Regions from separate parts of the Mus musculus genome. Here regions 2, 3 and 4 are each linked to region 1. Evidence: chromatin contacts called from public Hi-C and HiChIP or PLAC-seq data. All regions are on one chromosome and are shown on one strand. Each heading gives the region's core, a stretch centred on a gene start, on an enhancer-like site or on the middle of the called end of the contact. The rest is flanking DNA. Distances are from core to core; before and after follow the strand shown. Region 1 overlaps LOC102640985 (a long non-coding RNA gene). Region 2 has its middle 420 kb from the start of Gm36569. Region 3 overlaps Gria2 (glutamate receptor, ionotropic, AMPA2 (alpha 2)). Region 4 holds the start of Glrb (glycine receptor, beta subunit).

Region 1 (3,632 bases), core at 504-3,003:
GTGTGTATATTTTTTTCACTCATGATCATATTAACAACTCTTATTTCTATTACATTGCATAACCATCAGAAACAAAATTGTTAGTACAGTTACAAATAAATCAGTTAAATAAACATAAGCATATTTTCAAAGATAATTGAGATAGACATCCTTTTACATTCTATACTCAGAAGTATTGGTTTTGAGACTATGAAGCTACAGCATGTTCTATTCAGTATCTCCAGCCTTAGAGGTCAATAGCAGCAGATGTTTAATGGATAACTTCTATGATGAATGAGATATAATTGTTGAATAGGATCATCTTTTCCTCTGAAGTGATATTTCCTAATGTTAAAGATAATTGTATACTCAAGTGTCAGGTTAGAGACCCCACACTTACAGGATCTAAATGAAATTAATGTATGATTTCCCACAAAGAACAAGCAGCACAAGCTGTGGAGATATTAATTTGCCATAATGAACTGAGTTACTGCTTGTTACCATTTGTAATCTTTGATCAGCAAGACTCCATAGCATACACCAAGAAAATAGTAAAAAAATAAAAATAAAAATAAAAAAAAATAAAATAAAATCAACAGATTTATAGAGATTTGCAATTTTTTCTACTTTTCTGTCTTTAATGGGTTCAATCATAATGCAACAAGATTTTGTTTGTATTAAATTGAAGCAATAAGTAATGCTAATCTATCAAAGTAACTAACAAAAAATGTCTCTTTTCTTCTGACAGCGACTTTGGAGGTATTGAACGCTGGGATAGCTCATGGAAAGAGATGGTGGCTCAGATTCTTAGTTCACTGGTGATTAAACATTCCCAAAAGAGACTGACAGATACAGAGAAAGCACATTTAAACCATTTATGGAGAACAGAGAGGCCTTATCATTTAGAGGGCCAAAAGAGAGACCGTGTAACACAGCTCTTCGTGGTATTTCATGTCTACAAAAAAAATCCCCGTGCTTTCTAGATTCTGTGTGGAGGGCCTGCTTGTCTGCTGTGGCTCTTCACGGTAGAGATGAGGTCAACTTGTCTCAGAGGCGATTGAGGTTAGAGGATATGATGGAGAATATGAAGTCGCTAGCTGCCTACATGCCAGGGAAGGGCTTAGTCATCAGGGAGAGGCAGCTGATCCCAGGCGACAGAAGCACTGTTACATGTCTCACAGCCAGCTGCAATTCAGCCAAGAGACAGAGCTTGGGGATTAATAGGACCCAAGAACTATCAGCTAAGATGGACTGGACCTCAGGCAGCCTGAATGAACTTGACACGCTTTATATGATTCTTCCCCAGCTTCCCATGGGTGGCCTTGAACTCACGACAAGCACTGTTCATCAAGCATCAGAAAGAAGAGATGACAGCAGGAAGAGTAGAACACACTTCCTTAATCCTTCAAAAGTGAGCTTTTGAAGAAAGCCAGCTCCATGGTTGACGTTCCTTCCGATATGACATGTACCGTGGAAGGAAAATAAAACCACATACAGACAAATATCTGTACCTTTGACATTTATTCAACTCTAAAGTTTAAGGGGATTTTTCTTCTCATTCTATGTACTACAATGGTATAATCAAACATGGGTGAGGATTTTTCCCTTACTGTGTGTATTGTAGGTGTCTGTATCTGAGAACTAACAATAGCTTCCAGCCACATATTAAAAAAACACCATGAATCATTGTGGCCAGACATCCTCAGAACCAGACCAGGAAAATAACAGTCCTGTGCCTGGGGCCTGTCTGAGGAGGGGAGGAAGGAGTTCTTAGTCTTCAGGGAGGGCATCCCTGAGTCATACCAACCCCAACAGAGATTGCAGCATTAAGGTCTTTGCTAAACAGCAGCCAGGGTAAATATGGAGAGTATAAACCTTGGAAAGGATGGAGAGTCAATAGGGAAACCTAGCATTCTGAGCCACACTGGAATTCCCATTCACCAACACAGCTGCTTGCCTGCCTGCCTGCCGCCGGCTTTCTACACAAGGCAGATGCAGGCCATAGAAGATGAGGAACTGACAAGCAATCCTGGTCATGTGGGTGTAGCAAGAGTGAATACCTTTTCCTAGCACAGTGGAACTCTCCAAAGGTAGCTTTAAGGTGCCCTGCCACGGAACCCCAGGGCATGGTCTCAGGTGAACTATTAAGGGCTAGAGTTGTGGGAGACTGGAGGGTTCAGATGGCGCCATTCCCTGCTATCACTGCAGAGAATTGTGAGGGGAATCTATAGAGCATCTCCTACCTGTGTTCATGCCAGTGACAGCACCGATGTCATTTCACAGCAGGTCTGCCTCGGATAGGGGCATATCAGTGTCTCCCATGGTACAGCAGTGGATTTCTGTTGCCCAAGGACCCCTGGCCCTGTTCCCTGCCTGTCTGCTGGTTATTGTCAGGTAAGAGCATGAGGTTTAAGTGTGTGGAAGGGACAGTGACAGAGATACCTAGGTCTTTCATTACATCATCTCATATGCATATTATGCACAGGCAGGAAGGACAGACTGAATTAGGTCTGAGGCTGCAATTTTATCTCGCACAGGATTGCATTTAAATAACAATAAATATTCATACCTTATGAAAATCCTGCAAGATGACATTCAGTGGTTGGAGGAGAGCATGCAAATGAGTGTGTCTGGAAAATGTGGCTGAAAAATGTAAATTCATTTTATTTTCATAGTAGCAACAAACTACTTATAGTGACTAGTATGGAACTTGATGAAAGCAATATAAGATAATTGCTAAGGAAGGCATAAAGAAACCTTGCTTTTACTAGTAGGTACATATTAGTACATAATTTGTCTCTGCTCTAGATCTAGTCACCATGAATCCTTTTAATAAATAGGACATTCTTCTCTTTATTTACACAGCATGCCATACCGAACGGATGTGAAATAACTTACCCAGAGATGAACAGCTAATAAGTGATGGATGTGGGAAAAACTTAGGTAAATAGCATGTCCAAGCCAGCCCTTATTCTACTGGGACTCCACTGCCACCAATGGAGGTGGCCAGTCAGATAGGCTTCACACTGAGTGTCTGCTTTGTTTATTGTAGCTAAAGGGATATGAAGGCATCCATTCAGCATGGGGATGCTAAACAGACATGTCAAATGTCTATGATCATTCCTTGTCAGTTAGCATCCTGATCCTTTACTTTAAAACTTAGAGAGCTGGTGCAGCCCTGGCTTCCCCGTGGCTCTCCTTTGTTTGTATGATGTGCTTTGGTGCCATGGAGACTGTGTCTGCCGACTGATGTTAGCACGCCATTACAAACATTGCCTGTTCTTGCTTTGCTTTGCCCAAGATGAAGAGTTGTGCTAGGCTTGTGTGGCACCCTGCCATCTGGACCCACTCAGGCTTCCTTTCTTGACACATGTTCACCAAGTGACTCACTTCCTCTTGGTGAGCTTCTGTACAGACTTTCCAGTGGCTCTGTCCATTTCCATTTGGAAGAGTAAATGACAAGAGAAGGAAGAGGGAGAATTCAGGACCAGGCACAGAAAGTGACCTTCGATTTTTTTTTTTTTTAATTTTGTAGATACTGGCAGAACTCTGAAAACAAGCATTAGCTGGGAGCTTTATTAAGATTTTCTCATTTTAGTTTTCCAGGATCTAAAACCGCAGATTACATTATCTGATACATATCTATACTCCTA
Region 2 (3,632 bases), core at 292-2,791, 1.6 Mb after region 1:
ACATTTTGGAAGTTTCATAAGCATATAAATCATTAATTCAGTTCTTTATCAGTCCTTGGAAACTGCAGTGATCATGGCTGTCTTAACTTCACTTAGGCTTTCTTTCATCATTCTCCTCTGGAAAGATTCACACTAGCAAAATCAACCCCCCCACCTCCCCTACCCACCCCCATCCCGCTTGGCAGAGTGCTGTTAGAAAAGAAAAATGACTCCCCTCACCTTGCATCCAAGGACATGACTACAAATCAAGTGGTTTTTGTTTTTTGTCCGAATTCTCCTATATTACAAATGATTTCAATCTTTTGGTAGTTCAAAGCAAGTATTGTGTGAAAGCAACTTCTATAAACATGTTTCTAGTCATGTGTAGACAGGGAGATAAGGAACTGTGAGAGTTGGCTTTTCAAGAAGGTGACAAAATATCTTATATAATCCACTTGAAATAGATGAAATAACTAGTGGTTGCACAGCTCACAGAGCAAGTTAGTTGGCCATATTGCTTTGAGCCTATGGTAGAGCAGGAAGCACGTGACAGAGTAAATCTTCCCTCTACATCATAACCATGGAACAAAGAGAGAAATGGACAAGAGCTTGTATCCACAATCCCCTTCAAAGGAGCACTCCAGTGACCTGACCCTCCTATAATATTCTATCCCCCACTAACACCACAGTCTGGTGACTAAGCCTTTAGCAATTTTGCCTTTGGGATGCCTTCAGATTCCAGTTAGTATTTACTCATTCAAAGAGTCTATGGTTCTGTGCTGGGAACATTCCCAGAGTCTGAGTGTTTCCAGTTGTTCCATAAAATCCGGTGGCTGCTATAGTACATAGACACTTCTCTTACTCCCCAAAAGCAAGGCTCTGAATTCTTAGCAGGTTAGGCTCTGGTTAAGTAGTTTCTCTGAGAGAAAGCCTACCAAAGAAGGAATGGTTACTGATTTTCATGCAAGTAAGAGGGTTTCCTGCCCTCGCCAAGAACACTAGGTGAGACTCCTGTGATTAAGCACACACACACACACACACACACACACACACACTATCAATGGCTGGAACTTCACACTCTCATTCCTCTACACTGAGCCCCTATAAAGTCATCAGTTCCACACATTCACCTGTCTCCTTTTCACTCTCTGCTCTTGGGAGCAAATGTGTGCTCTATAATTTCATTATGCGTATAATTCTATAATAAACTTCTATCCAAAATGCAAAATCTACCTTCCTTCATTGTGTACTATGCAGCACAAAATGCATCGAGTACATATCTGTTTTATTGTTATTTAAGCACTGTTTCTACAGGGCACATTGACAACATTATAATTTCTAATGAATGAGGTGGGCCATCTAGGAGAAGGCACTTTAAATATGGGTGCCTGCCTATACTATCATAAATGCTACAAAAATACTAAGAAAATGTATAAATCATTCCATTTATAAATTTATAAGTGATTCTCTTCTTGCCTATTTTTAATCCTCAGTGCATTCAATAGAGTGCTTTGTACTTTATATATCTTTCTGACTTTAATGTGTCTGAAGCCACACTGTATTCCTGTTTCCATGGCCACATCCTAGCACACAATTTGGTATTCATAAGAAATATATGTTAGAGAGTTGGACCCGAGTTTTCTGAATTTATTTTTCCCCTGGGAGTGAAAGCAGGGATTGAAATGGAACTGTTTTGCACACCCCTCAACTGCACAGCACTGGAAAGCCAAGTGAAGTCAAGGTTTTAGTGAGTGCTGATTACGCACTCCACTGGCTGAGGAGATTGCTTCTGCTTTCTCCCCATGTGTTCTGCGAGTGTGATAGGCAATTCCCCTTCTTCATGCTTCCCTATTGATGATATTTCCAACCTCACTTTGTTTCTCATACCCAAAGGTACATAGAATAGATAAAATAGAGAGCCGTGAGTCATGCTGATAGAATTGTGATAGAAAAATGGAGCATGGGTGAAGAGGAAGGGAGAAAGAAAGGTGAGAACAGAACACACCGGAGCGTGGAGACATGCACGTCTTGACATCAGGCAACTTTGATGCTGCCAGGGAAATAGGGGTCAACTGTGGGATTGGAAAGTGGATCACATTCAAGCTGCGGTGCCAGGAGATAATCAATGGCTGTTAGAAGAGGCTTCAAAGTAACAGAGAGGTTAAGCAATACCATCCTGCCTCACAGTATCCCAGGAGAAGCCTGAGCTTTGGTGGTTCTTGAAGACTGGAGAACTGAGCAGTGAGGGTTCAAATTATGACAGTTATACAGGTGTGAATCTTGTCACTATTAAAGTGGAGAATGTGTACTAGCAAGTTTATTTTTGAAATACTCACTATAATTTTCTAATTTCCTAAAAAGCGCCCTCTAACTTACTTTTGTGTATTGGAGTTTTGCTCTGTCCAGGAAGGGGCTGGGGAGCACAGAAAGCTTAATTGACAGCGCTGTGTTCATTGAAGCCAGAGTTGTTGGCCTTTGATGCGTGAAACCTCTGGCATTTAACCAGTGACCCTGAAACAAGGCCAAAACTCAACCCCAAATGTCAGCACAGAGAAAGGCCAGGTATTTCATGAAAAATTTGCTTATGAATTTTACATGTAAGGATCATGTTTTCTGGTCATTTAAAACGTTCTCCCCTCACCTTTATTTACTGTAACCTTTAATATTTCAAAGATAGTCTAGCCATTTGTTAGTCAAATTCAAGGAAGTCTTATGAATATTGATTCCTGAAATGTTATCATTTTACCAATACAGAAGTATTTTCTAAATGTAAAAATTAATTCTAAAGTACTTAACCTAATACCCAGATAAGCTCTCTGGTCTCTTTATCACATACTCCTTTGAAATCATATTTCAATATTGTTTTAGTAGGAGAATTAGAGAATTATTTTTTGAAGGTCAACACTATCCTTAGGGATTTTGGTTTTTTGTTTTTTGGTTTTTTTCTTATTTGCTTTACATCCCATTCACTGTCCCCTTTCTCGCCACCCCTTTCCAAGATCCTTTCCCCCATTATCTCCCATCCCCTTCTCAGACCAAGTTGGGGCACTCTGGGTATCCTCCCCCTACACTCCCACATCTAGTTTTTGTGAGGCTAAGCACATTCTCTTCCACTTAGTCCAGACAAGGCAGCTTACCTAGAAGAACATATTCCACATACAGGCAACACCCTTTGGAACAGTTCCCACTTCAGTTGTTTCAGACCCACATGAAAACCAGGCTTCATATCTGTCACATATATACAGGAAGTCCTAGGTCCAGTCTGTGTATGTTCATTGGTTGGTGGTCTCTAAGAACCCCAATGGTCCAGGTTAGTTGACTCTGTTTTTCTTCCCATGGAGTTCTTATCCCCTTAGAGGCTGCAATCCGTCCTCCCATTCTTCCATAAGAGTCCCCAAGCACGATCCACTGTGTGACTGTGGCTGTAAAGAGAATCACTAGTCAGGTGCTTTGAGCAATGTTTTGTACTGAAAACAGAAATTTAGATTCTAAAGATTCTCTAAAGCTAACAGACAGAAAAACATGAATAACTTTGCAAATCCTTATTCAATTTTAAAGCAAAAGTTTGCCGTTGAATGCTACTTTAATTAGATTAACTATAATCAATTAACTAGAATTTTGAGGTTTTATTATTACAGAAAAAGAAAGGAAGG
Region 3 (3,632 bases), core at 446-2,945, 1.2 Mb after region 1:
TCTGTACTGAATAAAAAAGGGGAGTTATTTTGATTTAGTGGTTGACTTCTTAATAGATAACATTATTAATCACTAAAGTGAATCAATATATTTTCCTGAGAAATATTCTCTGTATTTGATACAAATGTTTCATTGAAAATGACTTGTGGAATATAAAACTTAAATTTTCATCTTTTGCTAATTAGACCATTGTAGCATAAATTTTGCAATGTTGTTCTTCACATGTATTAAATGTTTGTGTTTTATCCTTGCTAGGTTATTACCATTGGAAAGCATGTTAAAGGGTACCATTATATCATTGCAAATCTGGTAGGTCAATTAATTGACATTATTTTTATCTATTAATTTTTGTTACGATATATTTATTGATATTTCATGTGTATGGGTGTTTGGTCTGCATGATTATTTGTGCACTATCTGCATAAAGTACCTATGATTGTAGATGAGGGCCTATGGTCCATTAGAACTGAAGTGACCTATCTGGAGCCATCCTGTCATAACTTAATCCCAAACCTGGAACTTAAATATAGAGCCACCTTCCCAGTCCCTCTACCTACTCTTTTTTGTTGTTGTTGCTTTTTAAATATTTACTTGGTATAATCATCATTCGGAAGGAATATTTTAAAAAAATATAGTCTGATTTTATTTTATTGGTAAGAAAGGAGATGTTTTATTTGATTGCTTTAGGTTTATTTTCCAATCTACATCTTTAAATTAGTTCCAGTTATTACATGTGATATAAGAATCTTCATAACCATATTTATTCAAAAATTTTCTTGATAATTTTCCACTAATGGAAACTTTTCAAAAATATGAAGTTTAACTCTTTAGTTATCTATTTTTATGCCACTGTGTTCTATATACTTCTCGCATACATATTTGAGTTTTTAATATAAATAATATATGAAACTGATGCACATTTATGAAGAAATTAATTCTACAAACATACTTTATGTCAATAAAATTATCAATTATATATTATAACAATGTAATAGTAATGTTTTGAAAATATTTTACTTCTGATTTTCTACATATTATATAAGTAACACAATGAAATGAAAACTGAGGTGTTGATCATGTTCCTATCAATATTCTTGTCCATGCAGTACATATTGAAAAAGCAGATTGGTTAATTATATTTCTTTGTTGTTTTTCTTTTATAATTATATCCAATCAATTTAGATTGTTGAACATTTATTTTTATTTCCAAATGGGCTTTAAAGTGGGAGTCAAACAGGCTTTGGCTTTCCTCATGGGCTTTGAATAGCTATGACCCTGTTTGTCGGAAATTATGTCCACACAACTTGATCAAAACGTGGTGAGACCAGGAAAAGAGGCAGCAAATGAATGTTTATTCTTGATTGTGTTATGGGACTTCACACAAGCTTTGTGTTTATTCAAATGCAGGCTTCTTTTTATGGTTCATAGTGTATCAGTTTATCTCCCAGAAAACATTTTTAGTATGACAGAAAAATGTAAAAACAGAACAAACACTTCAATAAATAGTGTTTTCGCTGAGAGTTAGTATCAGTGAGTACCCTGAGTGACAGGGCTACAAGCTCCTATAGCAATCCTCTGGGATTTTCCTTTTAGTGTGTACCTAGGAGGTTAGAAAAGACTCTGTGTAGACACAAGGGTTAACAGGAGACGAGGCTCTGCAATGAGTTTTGCCCAGCTCGGTTCCAAGCCTGAAACAGCCTGTACACTCAGTCCCTGTGTGAATTGTGCCATTTGATAGAAGAGCACAGTGCCACAGTGAAAGCTGCGATCTTTAAAAATGTCCAGATGGAGAAGATTATATTGGAACATTGAGAAATAATGACAGAAGGTGTCTCATCAATTTGAGAGTTGCTATGTAATGCCATGAAAAAGGAAAGCACTGTTGTCTAAGGGAGCAAGTCCATGCTTTGGTCATGATTCTATTTAGAAATCTACCTAAATTATCTTGGATGCTGAATTAGGGTCTGTTTTCTCTTCCCTGAATGCCTGATTTCCTCTACTCACAAGCTTCGGGTAGTTGTGAAGGAGTTCTGACTCTACTGGAATGTCTGAGAATTTGACCCTTCATGATGTTGAAGTCTGAAAACTGCCTCTTGATGTTAAAGGGTTTTTATCCTCCAAGTTCTCAATAGGAAATTAACACTTTCCTGTGGCCAGTGCCTTATGTATGCTAGAAGGGGTGGTTGTAAAAGATTCTTTAAACTCCTCACATACTGATAAGCTATTTTAAGAGATGCTAAAGGGTGGACTTCTTTCTTTAGATGCTGGCTCTAATTAAGTTCTCTTTGTAGCCTTTGAAAGGTTAAGTGATCCATAATATGATGAGGGTCATAAGACCCTGTGCTCATGTTTATCCTCTCTGCTCTTCTCATGGATTTAACTTGTTAATAACCATTTAGAGTATGTAGGCTTCACAATTGGTAAGAATCACTTGGTTTTCAGTCTGGTGAATACATCTCCCTAAATGATAGGATGGTTTTAATTTGGTGAGATATTGCATCTGACTTGTCTAGCTCTCTTTGTGTCTCTGTCTCCCCTCTGTCTTCTAATTCTCCTCCTCCTCTTCTTTCTCATCCACTCTCTTTCTCCTTTCTCCTCCTGTTTCACATATATATGAAAAATGCATTATTCTCTTCCAAAGTTCGTGAGGGCAGATAGCATTCTAAACCCAGAAATTGATTGTTTTGTCACTGCCCAAGGATTATAACAGAATGGCTTCTATCATCTCTGGGAAACTGTTCAAAATGTGCCAAAAAGTAAAGAAAGAAAATGTTGGATAAATGCAGATCCTTATTTAGGCCAGCATCAAACCTATCAAGGACTTCAGTTGAAGCTGTTCGTTGTATAATCAGAGTAAGGTGACAGTATGAATAAAATTAAATGAAACCCAAAGAAAGAGATAATGAGACCAAAACTGCCAGCAAGATAGGAAGTTAGAGGCTTTATCTCAGTGCACTAAACAGATGAGGCATGAGGCGGGGCAGGGACAGGAGACATGTGTCAAGCACCAAGCACTGGAAGCACACAGGTGGCTCCTGCTCTTGCTGTGTACACTCTTCCTCAGTCCGGAGAGGCAGACCTTGGCTCCATGTGCACATTACTGAGAATTTGATGAGAGCAGCAACCTGTGAGGCCTCAATAGAACCAAGATGGGGAGAAAACAGCAAGAATGGGGTCCAGTTGATATTTGGGTAAATCTGATTCTCTGTTGCTCTGTGTCACATAAACTGCCCTGTTCTGTTCCCAAGTGCATGAAGGCAGAGGGGGCATTCTGAACGCAGAAACAGATATTCTTGTCACTGTCCTAGGATTAAGATGGAGTGGCTTCTACTTGCTCTGGGAAATTCTGTTCAAAAAGTTATGGATATGAGTTATTATTTAGAACTAAGAAAGGCCTATAGATCAAAGCAACATATAAAATTATCAAATGGATTCCTGGACACCTAGACATATCAAGAAGATCCTTCATGCAGAATTCTGAGCCCTGCCTTTAGTCTCCCATCGTGCTATTCCCAGAGTGTGACCACACACACACATTTGCACAGAAGACTGGAGGTTTTTAGAAAGCACACCATGAAGAGCCGAAGCTAACTAAAGGGGCCGTGATTGTTCCTCCCTCCTTGGAGGCTTCC
Region 4 (3,632 bases), core at 726-3,225, 1.0 Mb after region 1:
TCAGCCAAAAGAGACAGTATCCAAATTAACAAAATCAGAAATGAAAAGGGAGATATAACAACAGAAACTGAGGAAATTCAAAAAAATCATCAGATCCTATTACAAAAGCCTACATTCAACAAAACTGGAAAATCTGGATGAAATGAACAGTTTTCTAGACAGATAGCAAAGACCAAAGTTAAGTCAGGATCAGATAAACCATCTAAACAATCCCATAAGCCCTAATGAAATAGAAGCAGTCATTAAAAGTCTTCCAACCAAAAAAAAAAAAAAAAAAAAAAAAAAAAAAAGCTCCGGACCAGATGGGTTTAGTGCAGAATTCTATCAAACCTTCAAAGAAGACCTAATACCAATACTCTTCAAACTATTCCACAAACTAGAAACAGAAGGAACACTTCCCAATTCATTCTATGAAGCCACAGAACTGTTTCTGTCTAATCAGGAACCTGTCACAATTTCCTTACATAGAGGACTTCATAAGAGAATTTTTTTCTACTTCTATTGTGTTTAATGTTTCTAATAGACCTTAAAAACTGTTTGAGTGCGTGTTACTTTTAGCTTCAGAAGATATCATGTATATTTAAGAGGCATTTAACTATTATAAATTATTTTGATGATTTAAAAATGTAAATACTGAATTGTATATTTTAAAATAAATTTTATTAGTTTAATTAATGAAGACAGTTAAAAATAAATAAATATTTAAAAATGTGAAAGAGATACCAAATTGACAAATCCAAAACATAAAAATAAAATAAAATAAAATGTGTGGTCATGTTTTGATATAATTAAAAAAGGCATGCTGTTCTATTTAGTGAAGCTTTAAAACAAGGCAGCTGTGACTTAGCAATGGAAATAAGGATTGCTTCCTAGTTATTGCTGCCCTTGTGACACAGAAAGCTTTGTGGAGCTGAAAGACAGTGTCTGGGTGGAGGGAATGCCCCTCTCTCATGTTTAACAGGCCTATACATGAATTAGTGGAACATCTGCTCTTCTACATACAAGGCTGGACCATGCTCACTTGGGTTCAAATCTGCTAGGCTTCCCTTAAGAGTTATTATCAGGTGGGCATGGAGGCACGGGCATAATAATATTCCAGCAGTAGCTTGAGGAAAGCAGATGGGATTCCGAGATACAGTCTGACCTCAGCAAACAAAACTGCGTTTATTCGACAGAAGCAAGGGGCATCAATTTTCCCACAGAAAGGGAAATTGTATGAAGAGAGGGAATGAACTCCTGTGGGGTCTTAAAGGAATGGGTAGGGTGCTTAAGTTTAAAAGAAGTTGTTTCTTAACTATGGAAATGAAAGCTAGAGTAGTTTAGTACCAAAAGGCAAAAACTAACTGGCACTGCCATGCAAAATCACTGCTAAATCTCTTTTAAGATCTGTAAACTCCAGGTGATTGAATCTCTTAATGGCATGAATTTCAATTTCACCGTCTATAAAATTGAGAAGGATGTACAGTTGTCTAGACACACTGAGGGTCAGTGGCGACACTATGAAGGGACCCTGTTGTGCTCAATGTCAACTGTGCAACCAATGTTAGGAGCAGCATTCCTTGCACTATGTATGCTATACTACTGTAATGATTCTGACCACATGAAGCCTGAGTAGAAAGATCAGACTTCAGAAATTGGAATTATCATTCCGACATTAAGATAGAAGGCAGAAAGAGAAGATGATGAAACCACAGGAATCTCGTCCACTTTGGTTCAGGAAGGCCAACTGCTGTCCCACATCATGTAGTTAGTGCCACAAACCTCCTCTTGAGCCCTGCTCCTTTATTTTAGCTCCTTTTCTAACAGTCTCCCGCTGGGGTCCTGCGATGATGCCCTCCAAAGAGCCCTAAGGTCCCTTCTCCCTCCCTTATCCCCGTCCCCACCACCACCGTGCAGCGTCTCGTCCCTCTCGGTGGCGACCTCCGCCGCCCGCGGTCCCCGCAGTTGTCCGCGGCGCGCCACGGCGCACGCTCAGGGGCGGAGCAGGCGCGTCAAACTCGGCGGCGGCGGCGGTGGCGGCGGTGGCGCGGGCGGCGGCGGGACTCGCTGGTCGCAGCTGCCTCTGCGCCCGCCACCTGCGCCGCCGTCACCTCGGCGGAGGGCTGAGGGGCGCGTGCGGTAAGGCCTGGCGGCGAGCTCCCTGCGGCGCGGGCTTCGGGTCTGCGCACTGCGGCGGGGCCGAGCTGGGGCCCGAGGCGGGCTCGGTGCAAGACGCAGTGTCCGATGCCCGCGGGGGCCGGGGCCGGGGTTTGGGGACCAGAGGCGCCGAGGGCCCTGGGGTGCTGTGGGGAGGCTCACCTGGCCCTGCAGCGGCCGGCCGTTCTGGAAAGCCACAGAGCCTTGCGGACAAGGGTCGCGCGGGAGCCCGGCTGTAGCAGCTAGCATCGCTCCAGGAGGATAAGGGGCTGTGAGCCAAGTGGGGACAGACCTATTGCAGTACTGGGACTCTCATCCCAGAGTGGTAGAGGTGGCTGCGGGTGAAGGACCTAGTGACATGCCCTTTGGGCCTGCTTTGGGGGTGTATAGGATAAATATGGGGTGAACCTGAGAAGAGGGGGCGGGTAAATACAGGACACTGGTGCTCCAGATAACAGAGTGGGATGGGAATTGGGCGTTTAGGTCTCAGTTTGCAGAAAACAATTTTATGATCTGAAAACAAAGCACACAGAAGAGGGTTTTTTTGTTGTTGATGTTTTGTTTTGTTTTTTGTTGTTGTTTGTTTTTAGCTATTCTGCTGTTAGTAAATGCTTGAGGGTTTGCTGTATTGTTTATTGTACTTTGGCAAGGATATTCTCTTCTGGGCATAGGCAGTGATGTTAATTTGTAGGTAGGAACATTATCTGAAGCACACTTCCAGTTTTGTTTCTTTACTATTACTCAGAACTATCTTTTGAAGATGACTGGTACAAGAGTTCCCACACGAATGGGAAAACTAACAAGTCAACTTACTGCATGGCATTTTTAGGGTACAAAGTAGCATGCAAATTTAATGATATTTTACAAGCAGTGAGTTTAGAGTGTTTCATGCCAGTCTTCCTTTACCTTTCTGTTTGTTGCTTTCCTTTGAATTAAGTCCGTTAGTGATTTTTTTTTGAAAAAAAAAAAAAAGCATAGAAATCCATACAACCTACATTTTAAAATTTGACATCAAGTGTTCTAGCTAGAGTGAACCATTTTAACAGTGGGTTAAGTATCCTTACAGGTATGAACCTATTTTGAAATACTCTCCAACTTAATGCCAAATTTTAATTTCATATAATCCCAGATTTGGAAATTGTACAATCTCCAATTGTCTGTTACTAGAACCTGGTTTTCTCTATATCTTTACTTGAACTGAGTCTCACCATGACTATAAATAGGCTTTCCTGCTATATAAAGGACACTCAAACGTTCAGTGATGTAGGATTTGAGATACGATTGCCCGTTGGGTAGCCATCATGAGAAGCTCCTTAAAGGGAAGTCACAGGCTTATCACATGCTCCCTAAGTGTGAATACCTTCTTGTTTTCTCTCCTAGATTGAGCTGCTGAAACTTCCGTTTTCAAGATGAAGTTTTCGTTGGCAATCTCCTTTTTTATTTTAATGTCCTTGTTGTTTGAAGACGCTTGTGCTAAAGAAAAGTCTTCCAAGAAA

Evidence for each region. A called contact is a pair of places that touch in the nucleus more often than the background predicts. HiChIP or PLAC-seq counts read pairs in DNA pulled down with a chosen protein or histone mark.
Region 2: a Hi-C map of adipose-derived mesenchymal stem cells shows a contact between it and region 1, with 5 times the contacts expected there. The contact joins two enhancer-like sites. A contact is called at or near these places in 11 of 39 promoter capture datasets (the 3T3-L1 cell line, cranial neural crest, embryonic stem cells and 5 more) and 2 of 484 Hi-C or Micro-C datasets (adipose-derived mesenchymal stem cells and embryonic fibroblasts).
Region 3: an H3K27ac HiChIP or PLAC-seq map of VIP interneurons shows a contact between it and region 1, with 6 times the contacts expected there. The contact joins two enhancer-like sites. A contact is called at or near these places in 16 of 39 promoter capture datasets (the 3T3-L1 cell line, 3T3-L1-derived adipocytes, the C10 cell line and 11 more), 3 of 484 Hi-C or Micro-C datasets (bone marrow-derived macrophages, cerebral cortex and neural progenitor cells) and 1 of 115 datasets of contacts at active chromatin or transcription factors (VIP interneurons).
Region 4: an H3K27ac HiChIP or PLAC-seq map of embryonic fibroblasts shows a contact between it and region 1, with 12 times the contacts expected there. The contact joins the promoter of Glrb here to the enhancer-like site in region 1. A contact is called at or near these places in 10 of 39 promoter capture datasets (the C10 cell line, cranial neural crest, embryonic stem cells and 6 more), 1 of 484 Hi-C or Micro-C datasets (cerebral cortex), 6 of 115 datasets of contacts at active chromatin or transcription factors (SST interneurons, VIP interneurons, embryonic fibroblasts and 3 more) and 2 of 9 other capture datasets (adipose tissue and macrophages).

What each region holds. Positions count from the first base shown.
Region 1 is chr3:81,915,857-81,919,488 of GRCm38.p6, reverse strand. LOC102640985 (a long non-coding RNA gene) reads left to right here. Exons shown (of 3, transcript XR_375741.2): 2 at 1,286-2,373; 3 at 2,845-2,900. Among named protein-coding and RNA genes, the nearest start is that of Ctso, 15 kb to the left of the region's middle. Within about 2 kb of position 1,753, at least 64 of the 459 cell types and tissues checked have an H3K27ac peak or open chromatin away from gene starts, as enhancers often do. A contact at or near this core is called in VIP interneurons, adipose-derived mesenchymal stem cells, embryonic fibroblasts and 2 more, where this site is marked.
Region 2 is chr3:80,308,975-80,312,606 of GRCm38.p6, reverse strand. No RefSeq gene overlaps it. Among named protein-coding and RNA genes, the nearest start is that of Gm36569, 420 kb to the right of the region's middle. Within about 2 kb of position 1,541, at least 25 of the 459 cell types and tissues checked have an H3K27ac peak or open chromatin away from gene starts, as enhancers often do. A contact at or near this core is called in adipose-derived mesenchymal stem cells and embryonic fibroblasts, where this site is marked.
Region 3 is chr3:80,723,509-80,727,140 of GRCm38.p6, reverse strand. It overlaps Gria2 (glutamate receptor, ionotropic, AMPA2 (alpha 2)), which reads left to right. Exons shown (of 16, transcript NM_013540.4): 5 at 256-309. Among named protein-coding and RNA genes, the nearest start is that of Gria2, 77 kb to the left of the region's middle. Within about 2 kb of position 1,695, at least 15 of the 459 cell types and tissues checked have an H3K27ac peak or open chromatin away from gene starts, as enhancers often do. A contact at or near this core is called in VIP interneurons, where this site is marked.
Region 4 is chr3:80,912,003-80,915,634 of GRCm38.p6, reverse strand. It overlaps Glrb (glycine receptor, beta subunit), which reads left to right and starts at 1,975. Exons shown (of 10, transcript NM_010298.6): 1 at 1,975-2,118; 2 at 3,517-3,632. The coding sequence starts at 3,546.